Regions from separate parts of the Mus musculus genome. Here region 1 is linked to region 2. A link is a contact called in public HiChIP or PLAC-seq data. All regions are on one chromosome and are shown on one strand. Each heading gives the region's core, a stretch centred on a gene start, on an enhancer-like site or on the middle of the called end of the contact. The rest is flanking DNA. Distances are from core to core; before and after follow the strand shown.

Evidence for each region. HiChIP or PLAC-seq counts read pairs in DNA pulled down with a chosen protein or histone mark.
Region 1: a contact with region 2 is called in an H3K27ac HiChIP or PLAC-seq map of the HPC-7 cell line, with 5 times the contacts expected there. The contact joins two enhancer-like sites. A contact is called at or near these places in 7 of 484 Hi-C or Micro-C datasets (bone marrow-derived macrophages, cerebellar granule neurons, embryonic fibroblasts and 4 more), 11 of 115 datasets of contacts at active chromatin or transcription factors (the HPC-7 cell line, T-cell acute lymphoblastic leukemia, embryonic basal ganglia and 5 more) and 3 of 9 other capture datasets (adipose tissue, embryonic tail and pancreatic islet).

The regions. Positions count from the first base shown.
Region 1 is chr4:136,809,107-136,814,937 of GRCm38.p6, reverse strand. All of the region lies in intron 1 of Ephb2 (Eph receptor B2), which reads left to right. Among named protein-coding and RNA genes, the nearest start is that of Gm52708, 12 kb to the right of the region's middle. Within about 2 kb of position 2,222, at least 16 of the 459 cell types and tissues checked have an H3K27ac peak or open chromatin away from gene starts, as enhancers often do. A contact at or near this core is called in the HPC-7 cell line, where this site is marked.
Region 2 is chr4:136,681,014-136,686,385 of GRCm38.p6, reverse strand. Ephb2 (Eph receptor B2) reads left to right here. Exons shown (of 16, transcript NM_010142.4): 6 at 2,342-2,466. Among named protein-coding and RNA genes, the nearest start is that of Lactbl1, 61 kb to the right of the region's middle. Within about 2 kb of position 2,950, at least 32 of the 459 cell types and tissues checked have an H3K27ac peak or open chromatin away from gene starts, as enhancers often do. A contact at or near this core is called in the HPC-7 cell line, where this site is marked.

The DNA.
Region 1 (5,831 bases), core at 973-3,472, 130 kb before region 2:
TGTGAGAGGACCTGTGCGAGTCAGGTCTTTCTTTCCACTGTGGAGCCTAGGGATCAAACTCAGGACACCAGGTTTGGCAGCAAGCCTCTTTTCCAACTGAGCCATCTCATGGACCCTTTACTTTTTCTTTCTGGACATTTGCTTATTATAGTTGGATTTTAGAGTTGACGTTTGTGCCTCCCTTTTGGAGGCTCTTATTTTGCCCAGCCGGTAAATACTGAGGGGACCCCTCTTGATTTTCTAATTTGCAGCCAGAGGCCTTGGGCACCCACTGGCACATGTGTAGCTCTGCAGTATCCACAGGCACTTTCCTTGTGACCCACTGCCGGAGGCAAGACCGAGGTGTGTGTGGTTTTTTTTTTTTTACAGTGGCTGGCTCATGTCCTGGCCCATGCTCTTGCCCCAGTAGCTATGCCTTTTGAATATCGATGTAGCTGTGAGTCCCATCAGATATCTCTGGAGACTGAGGTTCCAGACAGTACAGACTTGTTTGGGTTTCCACTCTAAGACTGACCAGTTTCCCTACAGCCTTCTCCTCTGGCCACATGTTTAGACGGGCGGAGAGACCAAGATCACAGAGGGTAGGGTGGTGCAGTGGGAAGACCAAAGCAAGATGCCATGTTAATATGCGGTAGAAGCTGGACTTAGCACGTCTGCACCGGCAGTGTTGCTGCTTTGACCACATTAGCTACAAAGTCTCTACCTTCAGTCAATCAAGAAGGTTCCTAGCTCTGGCTGAGGGAGAGGAAGATGCTGGTAATCCCAGTTCTTGGGAGGGTCAAGCAGGAGGACAGAGACACTGAAACCAGGCAGAAATACATAGCATATAGTACATAGCAAGACAGGGTGGAGGGAGTATCAATGTCTCTGAGGGGTTCGATACTTCCCAAGGCCACACAGTCTGAAAGTCATACTTGGGTATAGTCTTAAGCCCAGGCTCTATAGCAGTACACAGACAGGTGAGGGCCGGTGGGCAGAGCCAAGAGCCACGCAGAATAGCCATAACCAAAGCACAGCAGTCCTCGTATGCCTCCCATCCCACACCTCCTCTATCCCAGCTCCACACTCCTGGAGCCCCCAGTGGTCAGGCAAGCTTGAGGTCCTCCCAGGTCTCTCTAGGGACAGGAGAGCATCCTGCTGTTGTCAGGCTTCCTAGCAGCAGGGTAAATTCCCTCTAGCACAGCCCAGGGCAGTGGACAGGGTCCTGTCACTTTTGTGGTCTCCAGTAGATCTCTAACATCCTGGAGAGACAGGAGCAGCAATGGGGGGGTGGGGGGGAGTGTGGACCCAGAGATGTGTCTACAGCAGGGGTGAAGCTGCCCTTGCTGTGCCTTCTGACTTCTTTGGGCCATAAAGAACTTTGAGAAAATGCTGAAATTGTGAATGATGTCTCAGAAAGTTTTAGGCACACACACACTTTTAGATATCATTTATTTATATTGTGTGCTCACCCATATGTATCATGGTGTGTGTGTGTGTGTGTGTGTGTGTGTGTGTGTGTGTGTGTGTGTGTGTGTGTGTGTGTGTAGGTCAGAAGAGAGCTTGCAGGAGTCAGTTCTCTCTTGCTACCGTGTGGTCCTGTGGATGGAAGTCAGGTCATCAGGTGTGATGCCAAGAGCCATTACTGTACCAAGCCATCTTGCTGGCCCTATTTGTACTTTCGTTTGTGTCAGAGTCTCACTATAGAGCCCTGGCTGGCCCTAGACTTGCTAAGTAGGCTAATCTGGCCTCCAGTAACTCACAGGGATCCCCCTGCATCTGCCTCGCAGACTGCTGGATCACAGGCATCTCCCTCGGTGCCTGGCAGTACTTGCTCTTGATAAGATGAGCTTTCTTCCTACATGGCCCCAACTGGACTCACACATGAGACCCTCCTGCGTCAGACTTCCAGGAGTGAATTACAGGCCTGTGCCACCACACCCAGTGAGGCCTCCCAAAATTCAAAAGCCACCATGTATGACTCTGCTGTTGCTGTGACAGCCAGCATGGTCTAACTGAGTCCAGGATTAGGGGTACTTTCCCATAATTACCTCCTAACACCTTTGTGAGGTAGGGAAACTGAGGCTCTAAAGCGTTGCCTCTCACTGAAAGGGGACAGTAAGGTTTGAGCTGCCCCTGCTTGACTGTGGAGTGCATTTCCCTGTTGACTGTGGCTGTAGGACAGTTACTGCAGCTGTCTCCTGTGGTCAGACTAGAGCTCCGTGGGAGTCACTGGTAGTTTCTGCCTTAGGAGGGGGAGTTGGGGGAGGAACCTGCTTCCGACCAGGCCTGGAGTCCCCTGGAGACCGGGCAGGGTATCCTGTCTCCTTTTTTACACTGAAGTCTGAATCCCTCTGGCTCCATGTGATGAAGAATCTGCCATCTGCCTTCAGTTGACTGAATAGTCTTGTGCAGAGGTGTGTGTGTGTGTGTGTGTGTGTGGTGGTGGGGTGTCTAGTGTAATGGTTAAGCATGAAGCCATTCGAAGTTTGAGTCCTGAGTTCAAATCCTGCCTCAGTCCCTTACATGCTGTGTGGCCTTCCCAGGGCTGCTTTGCCATTCTGAGCCTTTCTTTTCCATGAGTTAAATGAGATATCAGCGTAATACAGAGGCACCAAGTCTGCCACAGAGAAGCCCCTGCTAAAGATGATGATAGGTGCTGGTTGGGTGCAGTGGAGAATACATGCTTTCTGTGCCCAAGGCCCAAGATGTCCACTATCAAAGGCAAAGATAACGGTAATTGACCAACCCGGCTTATGTAAAGGGTACATTTGTGGAAAAGACCTCTATGCTTGGCTGGTGTGGGGCAGTAGGGTACAGAGCCACCCTCAGAAGCACAGTCTGTGCCCTGTGACCTTTCCAAACATCGATCGCTCGCAGTCCCCTTCACGAGCTGCAGTAGAGTTCCTTGAACCATCCTCCCCCACTCCAATTGACTGCACTGGCCACTGTGTTGGGGCCCCAAGTGATTCCCTGGAGGGTGGAAAGGTGTCTGGGGGTTGGGGGGGGGTGGCAGTCTGGTTCCCATAGGCCTCAGGAGGAGGTCCTGGGGCGGGCTTTAGGACACTGGGCAGGGTCAGCGCAGATAATGCAGCTGCCTGCCCTCCTAGCCGGTGCAGGGCTTATTTGTCAGAGGGAAGCCTTTCTTCCCAGGACTGTGGGAGGCCCCCAGGATAATAGCGCTTCCAAGCACGGGCCCAGGGCCCAGCCTGTCCCAACCCAGTGGCCCCTCAGAGCAGGGGAGGAGTGGCTTGGGGACAACCCAGCAGTAAGTCACCTTGGCAGTGGCCTCTGAGTAGATCCCGAGGCAGAAACAATACCAAGAACTTGGGACTCCCCCTGGAGGCCACCAGGAATCAGTGGATTCAGACTGTGCCTCAGTTTCCCATTCTGTCTGCCTGGAGTACCGGTAGGCTAGAGCTAGCTGTGCCTAGGCTCCGCCCCTGGCCATACCTCCTTCATTCATCTCTAAAGTGGCCACCTGCCCTCAGACCTCCCCCTTCCTCTCCCTGACCTTAATGGCGACGTCGGCAGGACCAGAAGGTCAGCCCTCATTACGACTGTTCTTTGTTGACTAAAAAAACCGGGGTGGGAATTTGGGGGGGGGTGCAGATGCTTAATGTCCTGGCCTCTGGTGAAGTCCTTCCTGTCCTGCTCCTTCTTACCCACAGACTAATCTTCACACGTCTGTGTCACAAGCCCCACCCCACCCTCACCCCAGTTATTCAGGCCATAGCTGCTATTCTCTCAGTTCTATGTAGCAAGCTCCTATTCAGCCCTCAAAGGTCCAATACAAGGTCTCCTTAGTGCATCCTGCTCTCCAGCTGACCCTGGCCTTCAACCCACATCTGTAGTATAGATGGCCTTGGAACAGTGAAGAAGTTTGGCTGAGTCCTTCCACATCAGCCTCCTCTGCTAGCCTGAAATGTGAATTCTCTCACCTCAGAGCCTCGTTCCTCAGGGCACAGCACAGGGCTGTCCCCAGCAGGTTCTTAGCCCATGTTTTATGAATGAGGGAATACACTGTCGGCCCCTAAAAATAACTTTCCCCTCGATCCTAAAGGCGTTTACAACTCCGCGTGACACCCGCACCAGCCCGTGGAGGTGGGAGGAAGTGATCAGGCTGTTCTCACGCTTTATAGACCCGACCGTGCTGGATGAAGCCACTCTTAGGGTGACAGGACTCAGAATCTCCATTTTGGGTAATGAGGTTGGGGGCTGTAACCCAGCCCCCACTTTGGGAACAGCCTGTTCAGAACGCAGATGACTGTCTGCTCTGGAGAGCCTAGCTATTTCCTCGGTTTTTTCCCTGTGCACGTGTGTGTGTGTGTGTTGTGTGTGTGTGTGTGTGTGTGTGTCTGTGTGTGTTTGTGATGCACATGGGTAAGCATGGCTGTGGACCCCAGACATCCAGTGTCTTCCTTTCTTTCCACCTTATTTTCTGAGATACGGTCTTGCCGAACTTGAAGCCGCCAGCAAGCCCAGGTAGCTTCCTGACTCCGGCCCCCAGCCCCAGGATTATACATCTTACCTCATTTTCTTGCAGACTCAGGACCTCAGGCTTGTGTGGCAAGCACATTCCTAACCAGGCCATCCCAAACCCCTTCACTGCCCTTTCCTTCCTGACCTCTGCCTCTGTCCCCAGAACCTTATGAGTTTCCAGTCCCCGATCCTCACGTGCTGTCATCATGGCGATGGTGATGAGGCAGCAGCGCTGTCTCTGAGCAGCTCGACCCCTGTTGGTGCCATGTAGCCCCGTGAGCTCTCACAGTGCAGGTGAGGAAACCAAGGCTGTAGAAGCAAAGTGACTTTCCATTGGTCACCCTGCAGTGCAGAGCCAGGGCTTCACTCTCCGGGAGAGTCCCTCATGCTTCTTTGTTCTAGAACTACACTGCTGTCCATCTGTCCATCCATCTGCCTACCCATCTATCCATCCATCTGCCTACCCACCCATCCACCTATCCATCCACCCATCCATCCACCCATCCATCCATCCACTCATCCATCCATCCATCCACTCATCCACCCATCCATCCATGCATGCATCCATGCATCCATCCATCCTTCCATGCATGCATGCATGCATGCATGCATCCATCCATCCATCCATCCACTCATCCACCCATCCATCCATGCATGCATCCATGCATCCATCCATGCATCCATCCACTCATCCACCCACCCATCCATCCACTCATCCACCCATCCATCCATGCATGCACGCATGCATCCATCCATCCATCCATCCATCCATCCATCCATCCATCCATCCATCCATCCTTCCATGCATGCATCCATCCATCCATCCATCCTTCCATGCATGCATCCATCCATCCATCCATGCATCCACCCACCCATCCATCCATTCATCACTCAGCCATCCATCCACCCATCCACTCGTCCGTCCACTCACCCATCCATCCGTCCAGTGACGATTTTAACACATACGTCCCGTTGCCTGTTTTAGTCACTTATTTGTCCCCGTACTAAACAGTTGCTTGCTGAAAATCTACCGTGTGTCAGGCTTGTGCTGCAGAGCTTTGGGAGGTGAGGCTGGCTGCAAGCTTTGAAGGTGGCATGGGCACGTAGGAGAGGTGTTCACGAGGTCAGGATGCTTCCTTGTCATCTGAAGGTCACCCTGGAACCACGTCAGGAAGGTTGGGTTGGCCATGAGCCTGCATGCTCTTGGAGGCTCCGTTGCACCATGGGCCACACTTGGGTCCCAGTAATTTCTAGAGATAAATATACACAAACATACACAGATGTATGTATGTATGTATGTATGTATGTATGTATGTATGTATGTATGCATATGTATAATATATGTGCATGTATGTATATATAAAGTCAGA
Region 2 (5,372 bases), core at 1,701-4,200:
GACAGGGCCTCCACAGCAGGGTCGGGCATCTGTGGAGTCATCTCCATCTGGGGGCAAGGGCAGGAGATGGTTCTGGGGCCTGCAAGGCCATTAGGCCTGGGCCTGGGGTGGGGCCTCAGACAGTCCAGTGAGTGGCTGCCTCTCCCCATGGCGCCTTAGCTCACTGCCTCTTCTCAACTGGGAATGGATGGCCAAAAGTGGGTTTTTCCTTGATCCTCAGCACACAGGAAGTGAGGTGTGGCCTCCTGCCTCTGGCCAGGCAGCATCCTAGCCTTCTGCCTCTCTGACCTATGCTGGCATCTAGGACTAGAAGCCAGTCCTTCATTTAGCCTGTGGGGACCACCTTGTAGTATCACCTCATGCAACCTCGGAAGTCCCTTTTCAGCCCCTTCATAACTTAGGGAAGAAACATGACTCATAGGGAGAATTCAGCTGGCCCAAGCCCCTGCCAGGAAGGGACAGGCTTTCCCCATTCTCCCCAGGTCTTGCTGGAGGCCAGCAGGCCCCCTGGCCACCTGCTGCAGGAAAGCAGGCTGCCCAGCTTCCCCCACCTCCTCTGTGCTCTGCCCCCTGGGGCTCCATCTCCTGGCAAGGGTCACAGGGTACCACTGACCCCATAGCCTCCTGGCGTGCCCGTCTGATAATTGAAAATACCAGAATTCCCAGATGTCCAACTTCCAAGGTAACCTGACCCAGCGTGGGCGCGGCAGCAGGAGGGGCCCGGACAGCTTCTAGCCTGTGCCTTTTCTCATTGCTAATCTCTGGATTCCGAGAGAGGGGCCAGCTCCCCAGCCAGCCTTGATCATCTTCCTGGCAGATCTCATCTCCTCACCACGCCTGGGTCACGGGGCTTAGGGGCTCAGAGCCCAGGATCTGCCTGAAACCCAAGCCTGCTACAGCCCAGACCCTTCAAGCCCGTGGGAGCTGCCATGGCTGGAGGGGGGTGGATTGGCTTCAAGACTACAGTCTGGAGCTTAGGATGTCCTTACAAACCCTCTGCAGCATCCCTGGTCTGCCATTATCGCCACAAGAAAGCTGATTGGCCCCGAGTTTGCCTGGGTTTGAATCTTGGCTCCATTGCTTGACTTCAGGCAGGTTTCTCCATAACTCCTGAGTTCATTCCCTCATCTGTAGAGTGGGTATTATAAATGCCCAACCCACAGATGACATGTGTTATCTGAGTTAGTGACCCTGTGGGTGTCAGAAACCAGGGCCTCCTCTGGGTGGGTATCTTGAGTCCACAGGGTCTCCAGGAAAGAGAGCTGAGTGGACAGAGGTGCAGGCAGCCATCTTCTTCAGGCCTTCTGTCATACCCCAGGCCCTTCAGGACAAGGACAGACTCCAAAGGCTGGGCCCACTTGCCTTGGCTACATGGTCCTACCCCTCCTCTCAAGAGCCCACCCTGTGGCTTCAGCTAGAGGGACTGTGGGCAGAGTCCTGCCTGCACACAGTCCTTGAGGGGTGGAATGGACCACATGCCCCACCAGGCTCACTGCTATGGACCCACCCACCCTCTGCTGTGTGACCTTGGACAAATCACTCACCCCCCTTCTCTGTGCATGCTTGGGAGTCCGGATTCCCAGGTACACCACATCTGAGACCTGCAGGATCAGTGGCTGGGGTGGGAAGGCAAGGTGTGGTCTGTCCAGGTCTCCCAGTTACACTGGCACCGGCTGAGAAGAGGCAAACAACAGGAGATTCCAGAAGCAGCCACCGGGGGGCCCTGGCTCTGGGTGGAGTCTCTGGTTCCTTGGTACAGAGCCTAGTGTGGTGCTGGCTGGGGGTGGGGAGAAGAGCTTGGGGGGGGGGCCTCACTAGACAGAAATGAGCCCACTTTCTTCTATGAGTCTGTATGGCCCTGAACGGCCAGGTGGCGCGGCTTCTCCCTGGAGGGATGCTGGCATTCCCAAAATTATTTCCCAGTCCTCACACACACACACACACACACACACACACACACACACACACACATACACACACCTTCCATAGCATCAAGCAGAGATGTGGAAGCTGAGGCTCCCAGTAGTGAAAGACCCCATCCAGGTCACAGGTCAGCGAGCCGTGTGGGGATGAATAGGCCGATCAGGTCAACATGTATGACATAGCGTCAGCGTGTTTCCTGTACCTCATCTAGTTCCACAACACTGTCACAAGCCCCCTAGAGAAGCCCCAGCCCCCACCATGGTCTGGAATTCCCTATTGGTCCTTTCTCTGGTCCCTGACCCCCCCACCAACCTGCTCTCTGACCCTGTCCTCACTGGCCCCATGGCTCTCGTGCTTCTAAAATAAGTTGTACTTCCTCATGCCTGCTTTGACCCCTGACCTCTGACCTCTCTTGCAGCACCATCGGCCGTGTCCATCATGCACCAGGTGAGCCGCACTGTGGACAGCATCACCCTGTCGTGGTCCCAGCCAGACCAGCCCAACGGTGTGATCCTGGACTACGAGCTGCAGTACTATGAGAAGGTAGCCGTGTGCCCACTGGCTCTGCCTCCCCAAACGCCCCTCTCCCAGTCTAGGCCTGGTGTGTACTCTCCTGCCAGCCTCAGGCTCAGCCTGCCGGACTCTCCGTTGCCTCTCCTGCCCCTGCTGTGAGATCTTAGGCAGGTGCCTTGCCCTCTCATTGTTCTGGTCCAGGGGACGGGCTGTCTGTCTGAACGATATGCCACCTTCATTCAGACCTATTACTGTCGAGACCTCTTCAGTCTTGACCTCAGAGGCCTGAGTTTGAGATAAACTGTTTTTCAAAACAAAACAACAAAACTGGTCTTCACCGGTTGAAAGCATCTGTCTATACCCTATGCGGGGTGGACCCCTAGAAGGGCCTCTGGGAAAGATGGACTTCTGATCAAACTAAGGTGTCAGTGACTAACAGGAAACCCACAGTTGAGGGGATCCCACAATGGGTTGACAATGAAGAGAAGGGCTCTTCCTATAGGCTGAGGGAAGAAAGCCAGACTTCCTCTAAGGCCCTCTGAGTCTACCGTGGCTTTGTCTCCACCCAGGCACCTTGGACTGCATAGACGGATTTCTCTCTGATCTTTTAGAATAGACTCCACTCCTCTTTGAGAGACCTGTGGCTGGAAGCCACGCATGTAAGACAAACAGGCAGAATCAATTTGCATCCTCAGGCAGTCAAACTTTGCCCTGGGGGGGGCCTCCATCTCCACCTGGGTGGATGGCAGAGGAGACTGCCACTCCATGAGGAGGAAGAAGGGGCAGACACCAGCACCAAGCATGTCCCTGGTCCCCTGCAGAGGTGAATGTGTGGGCTCCCTGCTCTCCTGCCTGTCTCCTACAGGGTGGGCTAGTATTTCAGGACAGTGCCACATGGGACCAGAGACCGTGAGCGCCACATAGCACAGGCCTCCAGGAGTGGACATAGCAGTTGGCCTCCCGTAGGGATAAACACCAGAGGCCCTGTAACCTGGTGCCTAGACCTAGAATTCCTCTTCCTTCTACCCATAGAGACCACAAGGACCCCAGAGAAAGGTGCCTAGGACTTCTGTTCAGACTAAGCTGCTGGTAAATGGTTGATAGAAAGCCCTTTGTTGGGGGTGAGCTCATAGTGAGCAGGAAATGATGGGGGGGTGTCATGCTGTTGGGGCTCAGGGACTGTGGCAGCTAGGCCTGCGGAAACCCACTCTCTGAGACCCCCGCCTAGTCCCCATCAGCCTCTGGGTTAGCAGAGATCTGTTTGTCACCTATTAACCCTGTCTCATTCATGCGCTCCTCATGATCATGGACTTCCCCCCTGCATATCCCAGTGTCCTGTGCTGCTGTCAGGAGCCACCTCTCTCTCTGGTCATCACCTTCTCCCCAGAGCTCTAAGCTGAAGCCTAGAGAAACCCAGTAGATGAGTTGAGTGAAAGAATGAAAGACCCCACCCCCACCCCCCACATCACTACAGTGCCCAGCTATCTTAATCAGCTGTCTCCCCTCAGAGAAGCCTGCACCCCCCCCGCCCCAACTCCTACCCCAGCCCCAGCTTTTGACTTCTCCATCATATTCTTCCCTCCCTGGTCTCTTATCCCTGCCTATCAGCATCTTCAGGGTACCAGGAAACACCATCACTTCTACCAGCCTTGAGCATCTTCCCACAGCCTCTGCCTCTTCTCTGGAAAGCCCACATGCTGGCAGCAAAGGGCCTGGTCTCCCTAGGGTGCGAATGATGAATGAGAGCATTGTGTGGATGGAGCAGAGAGTGAGGGATGGAGCTCATGAATGAAACAAAAACCAGAGGCAGGCTGGCCACTTGGGCCAGTCACTTCCTGCCCCTCACCACCCCAGCCAGCCCCAGTTCCTACTTTAGTATTTCGCCATGAATGTCTTGACCTTCTCTGAGAAGCTTTTCCATGCTGCCAAGACCAGGGCCAATGTTGAATCCTCTCTTGGCCCTCTGCTGATAGCTCTGAGCCACCGTGGGTGAGACATTAGCTCTGCTGTGTCCTGGCGCCTGGTATACAGTAGACATTCCATAAGTACTTGTTGATGTGTTGAGCAGTGGCTACTGAGAGGCCTGAGTGTCTCTCTTGAAAAAAATCTCACTGGGTCCTGAAGGACTTTGAAGGGGCTCCCAGTCTGGGTAGCTGGACAAAGGAAGCTTTGCCTTGCAGGGGCCAGTGTCTCTGCTCCCTCCAGCAAGGACAGCTTAACAACTGATTTTAGAAAGAAAGAAAAGGAAAAAAAAAAAAAACAGAAGAAAGAAAAGGGAAAAAAACTAATTAAGAAGCCTTGTGATTAAATGAAACTGAAAGTATTTTTCCCCAAAGATTGGAGCGGAAATGAGGAATCCCTCTGTGGTCCTGACTGCGACCCATTTCCTAGCGCACCAGCCAGGCCTGGGAGCCTGGCAGAGGTGTTGGCTGGGGTGGCACTGCTCTGCTTTCTTTGGGACCAGGTGGCTCCACAGTAGCCAAGTGGCTACCTGGTCACTTCTCACAGTCTTCGATGTGTGCGGGGGACACCACACTATCACCACAATCGTCCTTGGAATGGTACCCCCAGGCACTGACGGGAGGAGAAACTGAGGGACAGAGGCCCATGTGGCCTGTCAGCACTTTGTGCTGAGAGTCAGAAGGAGGATCTACCCTCCATCTCCCTTTCTTACTCTCTCTGGTGCTCCTGCCTCCCGGCTTTCTCCCATGGTTACTTCTGAGATGACCAGTGACATGTAGCCAGGTCCCTGTCGGTTAGCCCGTCTGCTCAGTCTGAGTGTACATGCCATCAAAGGACAGCCACTGGGTCATTTGACTTCCACTGTTACCAGCTGACGCTGGCTGCAGAGGACTTGGCCATCTGGGGGGCGGGTGTGGGGGGAAGGCTCAGACAGTAACAGCCGTGTGAAGTACTCTCCATACGAAGAAGGTCTC